2 separate regions of the Mus musculus genome follow, and region 2 is linked to region 1. A link is a contact called in public promoter capture Hi-C data. All regions are on one chromosome and are shown on one strand. The core of a region is the stretch at or near the end of the contact, and the rest is flanking DNA. Distances in the headings are between cores, read along the strand shown. Region 1 holds the start of Papln (papilin, proteoglycan-like sulfated glycoprotein). Region 2 holds the start of Zfp410 (zinc finger protein 410).

Region 1 (5,131 bases), core at 1,772-4,271:
GTTCGAATTAAGCTCAAATCAACGCCAAAAGCTCCTTGGTTGTGCACATTTCAACTGTCCAAGAAACACATGGACCTTGTGGCCGCCTCCTGAACCTCAAAGAGAGGGAGAACATTTCAGCCATCTCCTTCAGGCAGAGGTTGGTGGGCTGTTCCCGGCGGCACATCTTTTCTCAATTAAAGGGAAGACGTCATGGTGAACGTTCTGTGACATTAGCCAGAGCCCAGTAGACTGGACTCCTCCTCAGCAGGCAGGAGAGCTAAGAGGAAACATTGGCTCCTGCAGACTGCCGTGTCCAGTTAGGGACCTAAGCACTCCAGTCAGATCTCCATGGTGCAGGAGCTGGGGAGCTGTCGGCTCAATTCTTCTCGCCAAGTCACACTGCTCTTCTCCCTCCTCTCCTGAAGGAACCTCCCAGGCCCTGACAGGGCTGCACTCACCCAAGACCCTGGAGTGGAGGTCAGCAGCAGCGAGAACAGGAGAGGGAACAGCTGCATCTCTGCCTGCAGGAGAAGCCACTGGTTAGAGCCAGAGGGGACATCACAGCTACCCAGAGTGGTGGGTGAGTCGCATAGTCTTGCTATGTGTGTCACATGTTCCTCCCACTGGGCTTGCTGGGAGCGCCACCGTGGTCACTAAACTACACGCCATGCCACTCACTCAGGAGGAAGAGGCCTGTTTGACAGCAGACAGAAGCCCAGGAAGAATTTGTTTGGGAGTTCCAGGGGGCAGAAGAGTCACTGAAAACCCTGCTATGCTGTTACAGAACTGAGTCTGCAATCAAAGTAACCTGACTGTTCAGCTCAGTAAGAATTTAAAAGGCTGGGCTGGCGAGATGGCTCAGTGGTTAAGAGCGCCGACTGCTCTTCCGAAGGTCCCGAGTTCAAATCCCAGCAACCACATGGTGGCTCACAACCATCCGTAACGAAATCTGATACCCTCTTCTGGGGTGTCTGAAGACAGCTACAGTGTACTTACATATAATAAATAAATAAATAAATAAATAAATCTTTTTAAAAAAAAAAAAAAAAAGAATTTAAAAGGCCAGCCTTTAATCCCAGCACTTGGGAGGCAGAGGCAGGTGGATTTCTGAGTTCGAGGCCAGCCTGGTATACAAACAGCCAAGGCTACACAGAGAAACCCTGTCTTGAAAAACAAAAACAAAAACAAAAGAATTTAAAAGGCCGTTTCATTCCCTTTAAAGACAACTAATAAAAATAGATTTGCAGACAGGTTTTCATTACTCAAATTAAGTGGTGTGTGTGTGTATGCGCGCGCATGTGTGGTGTGAGTGTGAGTGTGTGGTGTTGCGTGGGTGTGAAGACCAGGGTTGATCACTGGTGTCCTCCACAGCTGCTCGGCTCCCTTACTTTTTGAGACAATGTCTTTGAACCCATAGCTCTGCTTTTTCTACTAGGCTGGCTGGCCAATTAGGTAGGAGGGATCCGCCTCCTCTCTCCTCCCACCCAGGGCTGGGGTTACAGAGCTTGCTGCAGGTCTGAATGCTTGCACAGCAAACAGTTCACTGACAGAGCCATCTTCCCAGCCCCCCACTACCCAAAAATAGTCCCAGCTACTGAGATGCTGGATACCCATTCACTACAATACCACTAGAGCCCAGGAGTTCAAGGCCAGTCTGGACAAAAAGGCTCAGCCCAAATTCAACTGCTTTTAAAATCTAAGTGCAAATCTTGGGGTACATGCTTAACTATGCCGAGACCCCTCAGCACCCATCCATGTTCTCTCTCTCTCTCTCTCTCTCTCTCTCTCTCTCTCTCTCTCTCTCTCTCTTCCTGTTTTAAAACCAAAAAGCCAACCCTTGCCTGCACAGGATCACCTCCTTCAGTCTTCACAAGGAGAGTACGCCCGCTTGAACCCAGAGTTGTGTGTAGGGTGTGCACATGTGCGGGCATAGCACTCTTATGAGCATGCGCACATTAGGTGTCTGCATAGTGCGGGGTGTGCTCGCGTGTGTGCACATGTTTCTGTATCAGAGACACGTAAGCAGTGTGCAGTTCAGTACAGGACATTAAACAAGCGCTGACAGGTATGTTAATGTTAAAATCTGTAATTCTAACTGATGTTCTGAATTCTTTTTACAATAAAACAACTTGCAGTCGTTTTATAGGTATGAAATATCGCGTTCAAAAGCCACGTTCAGCAAAGTTTACACCAGCATACGCATGGATGTAAGCCCTGGCTAATTTGTCACAGTCAGCAAGTCATTCTAATCACAGACTGCTGGGGAGAAGGTTGGAAGGGGGTCTAGTGCGCACTTGAGATGTGGGGATGCTGGGGGCAGCAGAGATCAAGGACTGACTGATGACGGGACTGGGAGGCGGGCGGGCGGACTAGCCTGAATGATGAACGTGACCAGAGGGAGACTGAAGAACTCAAGAGCTCCAGTCACTACTGCAGGCGCTGCCCAGACCTGCGACCTAGTGTGTCTGCGATTCCAAAGTCCGGAAAGCTTGATAATGTTCCTTCCTTCAACCTAAGGCCACCCGTGCGGGTCAGGATGACTCTTCCAAACCTGACCTGGGCTGGTGCCCTGTGACCCCAGGGGCACTGAGGCGCGGTTCCTACGGGGGCCCTGGGTGCCTGGCAGGTGCTGGCTGTGGCCTGGAACATCGCCAGGAAGTGCGCTGGCTCTGCAGGCTTCACCCGGGCAGTACAGAGGAGGCGGGGGCGGGGGGGGGGGTATGCTGTTCCAGGAGAAGAGCAGCTGGACTGCGGGGACCCGATTACCCGCCACTCCCCACCCCGGGCTCCAGATGTAGAGCTGAGACCCTCCTCAGTGCTCACGCAGCCACCTCACAGCCAGATCTCCCATGGTCTCTCACTTCCACGCCAACCACTACCTACAGGAGCCAGGCGGGGCAGAGGCCTTCAGATGCCCGGGGCGTGCCCTGCCCAAGGCGCCCGCTTGCCTTCCTACCTGTCTCTTGAAGCCCTGGAGCCGCCTTATCGGTGCCCAGCCTGGGTCAACTGTCAACTTCTCCAGCACCGACTACGAAAGCCAGGGGAGGGGAGGTTGGACTTTCTTTCCCCGCGGCTGGCTGGTTTCCTCCCCGCCCCATCTTCCCCCACCCAGTCGGCTGACACCCACCTCCAATCCCTGAAGGAGCACGGTGCCCCCACCGAGAGGCCCCGGGTACCCAGCATTGCCCCATGCCTCCTCCTTTTGGGTTCCTGCCAAGGCTTTGCTTATTCTTAAAACCTGTGGGCTCTGGGTCTTGGGTCTGAGCCAGCCACCTTTTCAGTCCCACTTCCGGTGCCCCAAGCTCTCCAGGTCTTTGTCAAAACCCCTCCTCGCTACACCAATCTCGCACCGACACACCTGGGTGTCCAACCACCTTCTGAATTTTATACTTTGGCTACAATCAGTTCACATTCACAGACAGACAGACAGACAGACAGACAGACAGACAGACAGACAGGAGAGAGAGAGAGAGAGAGAGAGAGAGAGAGAGAGAGAGAGAGAGAGATTCCCCATCACTATGAATTTACCTCATCCCTTTCCCGCTTTTGAAGCCTCTCCACTCACTCCATCCTGATCCTAGCGGCTGCAATTCCAATGGAGCATGGCAGTAAAAATCTGTGTAGATCGGCTGTGAGTTGAGGCTGGGTAACCACTGTAGCCACAGCCCTGGGCACCAGCTAGCATCAGAGCTATAGGCTCTTACCACTTCCACTTGTGGCAAATTTAATTTCCTTCCTGCTTTTACACCACCACCACCACAGTACCCCCCCCCTCCACACACACACAAATCAAGACATTTCCTTGCCAAACATTCCTTTTCAGAAAACAGAGTTTATTCATCCCTAGAAAAGGGCCTTGGCCCCGGGCCTGTGGAGGTCACAGAAAGAAGCGGGGCTCCTTGCTGACCCTGACCCTGTCACTTCTCTGGCTTTTCTGCCTCCTTCAGAGTTGGGTTGGTGTTTGCACTGAGGGAAGCAGGAAGCTCTTTATATTTCCCAGTGCAGGAGGGGACAGAGACCTGGTTTCAGGGCCCAGGAACACGGGGATTCTTGGATAAAGATGAACTTGGCAGCAAAGGGAGTGATGTGACTTAGAACCTCCCTAGAAAAGGAAAATGTTTCTTCACTCACAATCGACACACACACACACCGCACCACCACCACCCCCCCCACCCCCGCCTCCATCTCCGACCTTCCTGAACTAGGTCAAAGGTCCTTGTTAAAAAAAAAAACGGCAGGAAAAGGTTTCTCCTACTGCAGAAGGCTGGGGCAGCTACGAAGCAACCTTTTCTGATGGTTTTGGTTTGAGGGCTCCTTTTCAGATGCCTGGACTTGGACCCTTTTGTTCTGCCTCAGGGCAGCATCTCTCGGAGCCTAGGCTGGCCTCCGTGTGCAGCATAGGATGATTTCCTGAGTGCCGCGGTTATAGATCCTATGCCCAGCTCATGTAGTCCTAGACGTCAAAGCCAGGGCTCCATGCATGCTGGACACACATTCTAACCAACTGACTGAACCCCAGTCCAGATCCGGATTCTTTCTTTAAAAAAAAAACAAAAAACAAAAACTACTTGTCTTAGACGGGGCTACTATTGCTGTGATGAAACACCATGACCAAAAGCAAGTCAGAGACAAAAGGATTTATTATTTATTGGTTTTTCGAGACAGGGTTTCTCTGTGTAGCCCTTGTTGTCCTGAAACTCGCTGTTGTCCTGAAACTCGCTCTGTAAACCATGCTGGCCTCAAAATAAGAGATCCTCCTCCTGCCTTAGCCTCTGGAGTGCTGGGATTAAAGGTGTGAGCCACCATCCAGCAGGAAAGGGTTTATTTGGCTTACATTTCCACATCAGTGTGGAAAGAAAAGCCAGGAACTCAAGCAGGGCAGGAACCTGGAGATAGGAGCTGATAGAGAGGCCATGGAGGGGTGCTGCTTACTGGCTCACTCCCCATGGCTTGCTCTGCCTACTTTCTTATAGAATCCAGGACCACCTGCCCAGGAGTGGCACCACATAGAATAAGCTGCCTCACCCCCACCCCCAGTCAATTACTAAGAAAATGAATATATGTTTCCTATTGGACATGGTGGTGCAAGTCTCTTTCAAAGTCCAAAGTCAAAGTAAAACTCCAAAATCTCTTTAAAAGTTCAAAGTGT
Region 2 (5,131 bases), core at 1,139-3,638, 550 kb before region 1:
ACTCTGAGAGTAGAGATAAGCATATATCTCTAGGAGTTTGAGGCCAGCCTGGTATACATATTAAGTTCCCAGGCCAGTCAAGGCTATATAGTGAGACCTTGTCTCAAATATGAAGTTTCATTGACACAGTTCACATAACATAAAATGCACCCATTTTTAAGATTTTTAATGTTTATGTATTATGCATGGGTATTTTGCCTACATGTCTATACATCATGTGCATGCAGAACCCATGGAGGCAGAGGGACATGGACCCTCTGGAACTGTAGTAGGTTATGAGTCACCATGTGGGGTGCTGGGAACTAAGCCCAGGTCCTGTTACACACTTTGAAAAGTACAGTAAACTGTCTTCAGTGTAGTCATAGTTCCGAAATCACACACGAGCATTTCTGTTTGTTTGATGTTTGGGGGGTGGGGTGGGTAGGGGGAGCTGGAAGGGTTCAGACAGGCTCTTGCATAGCTCAAGCTGGCCTGGAACTCTACAGGAATCTGAGGCTGGCCTTCAACTCCCACTCCTGCTTATGCCTCACAGTACCGAGATTAAAGGTGTGTACCACCATACTTGGCTAATTTTACATTTTCCCAAAAAGAAACCCTGACGTCACTACCCACTTCTAAATTAGTCATTATTGTGAGTTTAAATGACTGCCATACAGGTTTCCAGTGAGCACTGGATAAATATTCAGACAATAATTCAGAGGATAAATAACATGACAAATGATACCCAATTCCCTACCCCTTCACTCTGACTTTTCAATTCCAAACTTTCATTAACTGCTTATGGACTAATTCTGCATATATATCCTCAGCATGTCAAACCAAACCATGTCTAAACACGGATTATCATCTCCCCTACCAAACCTGTTCTTCTTGAATTATCTTTTATTTATTGCCCAATCTTCCCACTCAGCTGCAAATTTTACCTAGCAGTGCCTCTCATCCTACATGTTTTAATAATCCCAGCAATTAATAATAACCAGACCCCAAAGTGACTCCTGTGATGCTGTTTAGATTTCTCAGTATCTTTCTGCTTGTCACTCTCCATATGCAGTTTAGTATCTCAGAATAATGGCCAGCCCTTAACGGTAAACCTCTTCACTGACATACTCCTCCCCCCACTGCCCCCCCAAAAAAAACCTTAGAAATTGTGGGATTTACCTAAATTTGACACCTACTGGGATACAAAGCTCAAATTAGAACCACATTTTCTGATGCTTGGCTGCCCTGTATCTGCCACAAAGTGTAATTTCTCAACGCCAAACACCCAGAATTGCGCGTTTTGACCTCAAACTATGTTTTATTCTCTTTACATATGTTCCACTGATCTTTGTGTCTAATGTAATGTAAATGTATGAACTCTTAACCCCAAATCAATAATATTTCACTCCCAAATGGTTCCTAAGTACATCTCAGAGCCTCATGAGCAAGTGAGATAAAGTTTAATAAACTAATTGGATCGTCTTCTTTTGAGAAACTTCAGAGAACAAGTTGAACGAGCAAAACACATCCTGGCTGCAAACACTCGCTGCCCACACACGGGCCTGAGGTGACAGGCAAAGGAGACCCCAGAGGTCCGGCTCTGGTCCGCAGACGTCCCTTCCCTATTCCAGCCCAAGGCAGAGAGTGGACCCAGGAAAGGTGCCGGCAGCCCTGGGTGAAACGCGGGCAGGGCACCGCTGTCAACCCTTCCCGCCAGCACAAAGGCCTCAGCCGAAGGCCCTTAGGTCTGCGGGCGGGCCCAGCCGCGGGTGCAGTCCGGAGCCTCCGCCCGGGGGACTCGCTGACTCCCGCGTTCTGGGGGGGCAGGCTGGTCTCCAAGCTCCCTCCCTCAAGAACAAGCAAAGGAGGAGAAACGGTGCGCCCCAGATCCCCAAAGGGGTTAGGGCCGCAGCCGCCGGGCTTCGGACCGGTCGCTCCCCGCCCGCTAGACGCCTGGGGGAGTCTGGGGGGACGGCTTCCTTGCGCCCTTCGGGGGCGAACCCGGCTCTAGATCCCCAGACCCCATAAGTGGCTTCCTTTCTCGGCGGGACCACCTACCCGAGCGGGGGTGGCTACACTAGCCTGGAGCTCACCTTCCAGTCTCGGGCAGCCGTCCGTCCGTCAGTCAGCCCCGAATCCCGTCCACACACGGCGTCTTCCGGCTCCCGCCGGAAGCAGCTCCAGAGCGGGACAGGAAGTTTGGCCGCCCCCCATCAACATACCCACTCGCTTTCTTCTCCGCCCGCGGGTGTTTCTCAGGAGGAGGCGCTGACTCTTGGGCCGCTGCTTGAGAGCGATCCTTCGCTCCCCGCTACATACACACGCATACACAGCCCGAGACACACACAGGGTTCCCTCCCGGCCGAGGAACCGCAGCGCCCCGTCCCCTCCTGTCTGCCCTTCAGGGTTCTCAGGTCCGCGAAATCTGAAACCAGGTCAGTGCAGTCTAGCCGTGACGTCACTGCCTTCCCGCTGAGCGGAGCTGTTCAGCAGGGGCCGCGGCGGCTGGGATGGGTGAGACGGCGCGGGGTGGAGGGTAGCTTTCTCCGGAGCTGAGGACCTGTGACAGCTCCCGAAACACCAAAAGCCCATGAAGAGCACCTGAAATGTTCATGGCCCAAAGAGGGACCTGGAAATCAAGCCTTGCATTGCCCCTAGGACTGGGTGTGAATTTAGGCACACGTACAGCGTTAGAAACATTTAAGAATTCTCCAGAGATCTTGGATGCACTGACTGAGGGCTCAGATAACTAAGTTCCAAGCTGGATAATAGTTCTTGTTGAAACTTTCGAGTTTGACTGCATGAAACTTAAGATCTGCAGTGGTGGCACACGCCTGTAACTCCAGCAATCCCAGTACTCCAGGAGTTCCCGGTGAACGAGGGCTACATAGTTGAGACCTTGTCCAAAAAAACAAAAAACAACAACAACAACAAAACATGATGCGGTGTGGAAGAGTAGGGGACTAAAGATAGTGCCTGTGAGATATAATGTTCTCTGAAGGCGCTCATTTTCAAGTTAGAGATAAGCCAGGAGTCTGGATGAGCTAGGGAGTCATAGTTTTGGTACAAAATGTTCCGGGAGAAAACATTTCCTCGATACAGTTTGTCCTGCGCACTGAGAAGCATGACTGTGATCCCATTTGAGGATGGCCATGACAAGGACAACTGGCCTACACAGTATCTGGGACAAAAATCTTGGGGTGGCAAGGAGATGTTTACTAGGAGCTAAAATCCTAAAATTTAAGAAAGGATTAAAAAACAAAGATTTACCAGTTACCACTATATGAAGAGATGAAGAACTGTTCAGAAAGAAAAACTGGGGTCCAGAGAAAGTATGTAAAACAAGGTTAGAACGCTGCAAAATTTGATTTAGTGGCTGCTAATTTGTTTTGCCTCTAAAATATATTGACTGTAAAAAAAAAAAGTGGTCATAAGTCATACTCAGAAAACATCTCCAGTTTTATTTTTCTAAAGGTTGAGAAAATTAAGAAAACAAATGTGATACATCAGTATATCTGGAATAGTCATGTCTATAACCATTGGTTAATTTACTTAATCCTATAGCTTTCTGGAGCTTGATTACTTGGGGCTTGTTGTGGGAAGGTACCATTGGGGATTGACCTCAGAGCCCCTAGAGTACTGATCAGTGTTCTGCCCTGACCACTCCGACTCACTTTCATCAGTGAAACTCTTAGTGATGTTTATATCTATTAGTTCTCCAAAGTATAAGCCCAGAATGGGGATACAGGCCTTTAACACTGGCACTCGGAGGCAGACAGCCAAGTGGATATCTTTGAGTTCCAGGCCAGCCTGGATTACATAGCAAGCTACCTAACAGACTCTTGTCTTTAAAAAAAAATTCCTAAAATAAACACAAGCTTTTATCAGCACGTAGTAAGTTGTTAGGCTTGCTACTCAATTAGTTGTTTGGCAGAACACAAACATCATCCCTGGATGTAAACCTTGTCTCTGGAGACTCCCAACCACTCATTTATCTTCTCAGACCACTCCCAGCCCAAAACGTCCTACCCCAAACTGTTCCACAATCTGTAAATACTCCCAATGCTGCCCGAAATCCTATGTACTTATGCCATTAAGTACAGACAGGCTGGAGAGGTGGCCAACACTAAGAGCATCTCCTGCTCTACCAGAGGATCTGCATTCTAGAACCCAGCACTCACATGGTGGCTTCAGACTCTCTCCAGTTCCAGGGGATCCAATGCCCCAATACCCTCTCCAGCCACTCTCCACTGTAGGCACCAGACATGCATGTGGTGTACAGACAAACATTCGGGTAAAGACTTTTAAAGTCTCTCATCAAAAATATGGAAAGGCTTTCTCAATTCTAATACTCAGTTTAAGAATGGTAAAAATGTTACCAGTTCAACAAATGTTAACTGCTTCTCACCTTAGAATTCGTAGACTGTTTATTCAGTTCTAAAAGTAATTTAAAGATATATATATATATATATATGATCCACTAATAGTTGGGGTTAAAAACCACCCAGGTTTTTTAAATATTTGATACAAATATATGTAATATTAATTTTCACAAACAAAATTAGCCACATATTAGTGAGTGACAGCTGCCTGGCATCCCAGCAGGCTCAGCAGTGGGAGACCTGAGGAGTCAGTCCAGCCTGAGCTAAACTAACAGACCCATCTCCAAAACAATATTATTAGTTATTATAAGAAAAATAATCAGGCATAGTGGTACATGCCTACAATTCCAGGACTTAGGAGACAGAGCCCCAGGATCACAAGTTGGAGGCCAGTGTGGATGTCATATAGAGATCTTGCCTCAAAAACAAAGTAAAAAAGACAGAAAAACAAGTAATACTAACTTCAATCTAGTGTGGCATTGGTTCTCAACCTTCCTAATACACCCACCCTTTAATACAGTCTCTCATGTTGTGGTGACCCCCAACCATAAAATTATTCGGTTATTACCTTATAACTGTAATTTTGCTGTTATGAATAATAATGTAAATATCTGTTATGCGAGATATCTGATATGTAACTCCTCCGGAGGGGCCGTAACCCACAGCTTGAGAACTCCTGTATTATGGCAGGCAATCACATGTTAAATGTAGAGTGAATATGATATGGAAGATAAAGTGGTTATACAACAAAGAAAATATTATCACACTAG

What was found. Promoter capture Hi-C pulls out the DNA fragments that hold promoters and counts their contacts.
Region 2: a promoter capture Hi-C map of embryonic stem cells shows a contact between it and region 1, with 4 times the contacts expected there. The contact joins the promoter of Zfp410 here to the promoter of Papln in region 1. A contact is called at or near these places in 1 of 39 promoter capture datasets (embryonic stem cells) and 2 of 115 datasets of contacts at active chromatin or transcription factors (embryonic forebrain and large pre-B cells).

The regions. Positions count from the first base shown.
Region 1 is chr12:83,761,524-83,766,654 of GRCm38.p6, reverse strand. It overlaps Papln (papilin, proteoglycan-like sulfated glycoprotein), which reads right to left and starts at 3,021. Exons shown (of 27, transcript NM_130887.3): 1 at 2,939-3,021; 2 at 441-503. The coding sequence starts at 497.
Region 2 is chr12:84,314,116-84,319,246 of GRCm38.p6, reverse strand. It overlaps Zfp410 (zinc finger protein 410), which reads right to left and starts at 2,388. Exons shown (of 12, transcript NM_144833.4): 1 at 2,073-2,388. Ptgr2 (prostaglandin reductase 2) reads right to left here. Exons shown (of 10, transcript NM_029880.3): 10 at 3,415-5,131.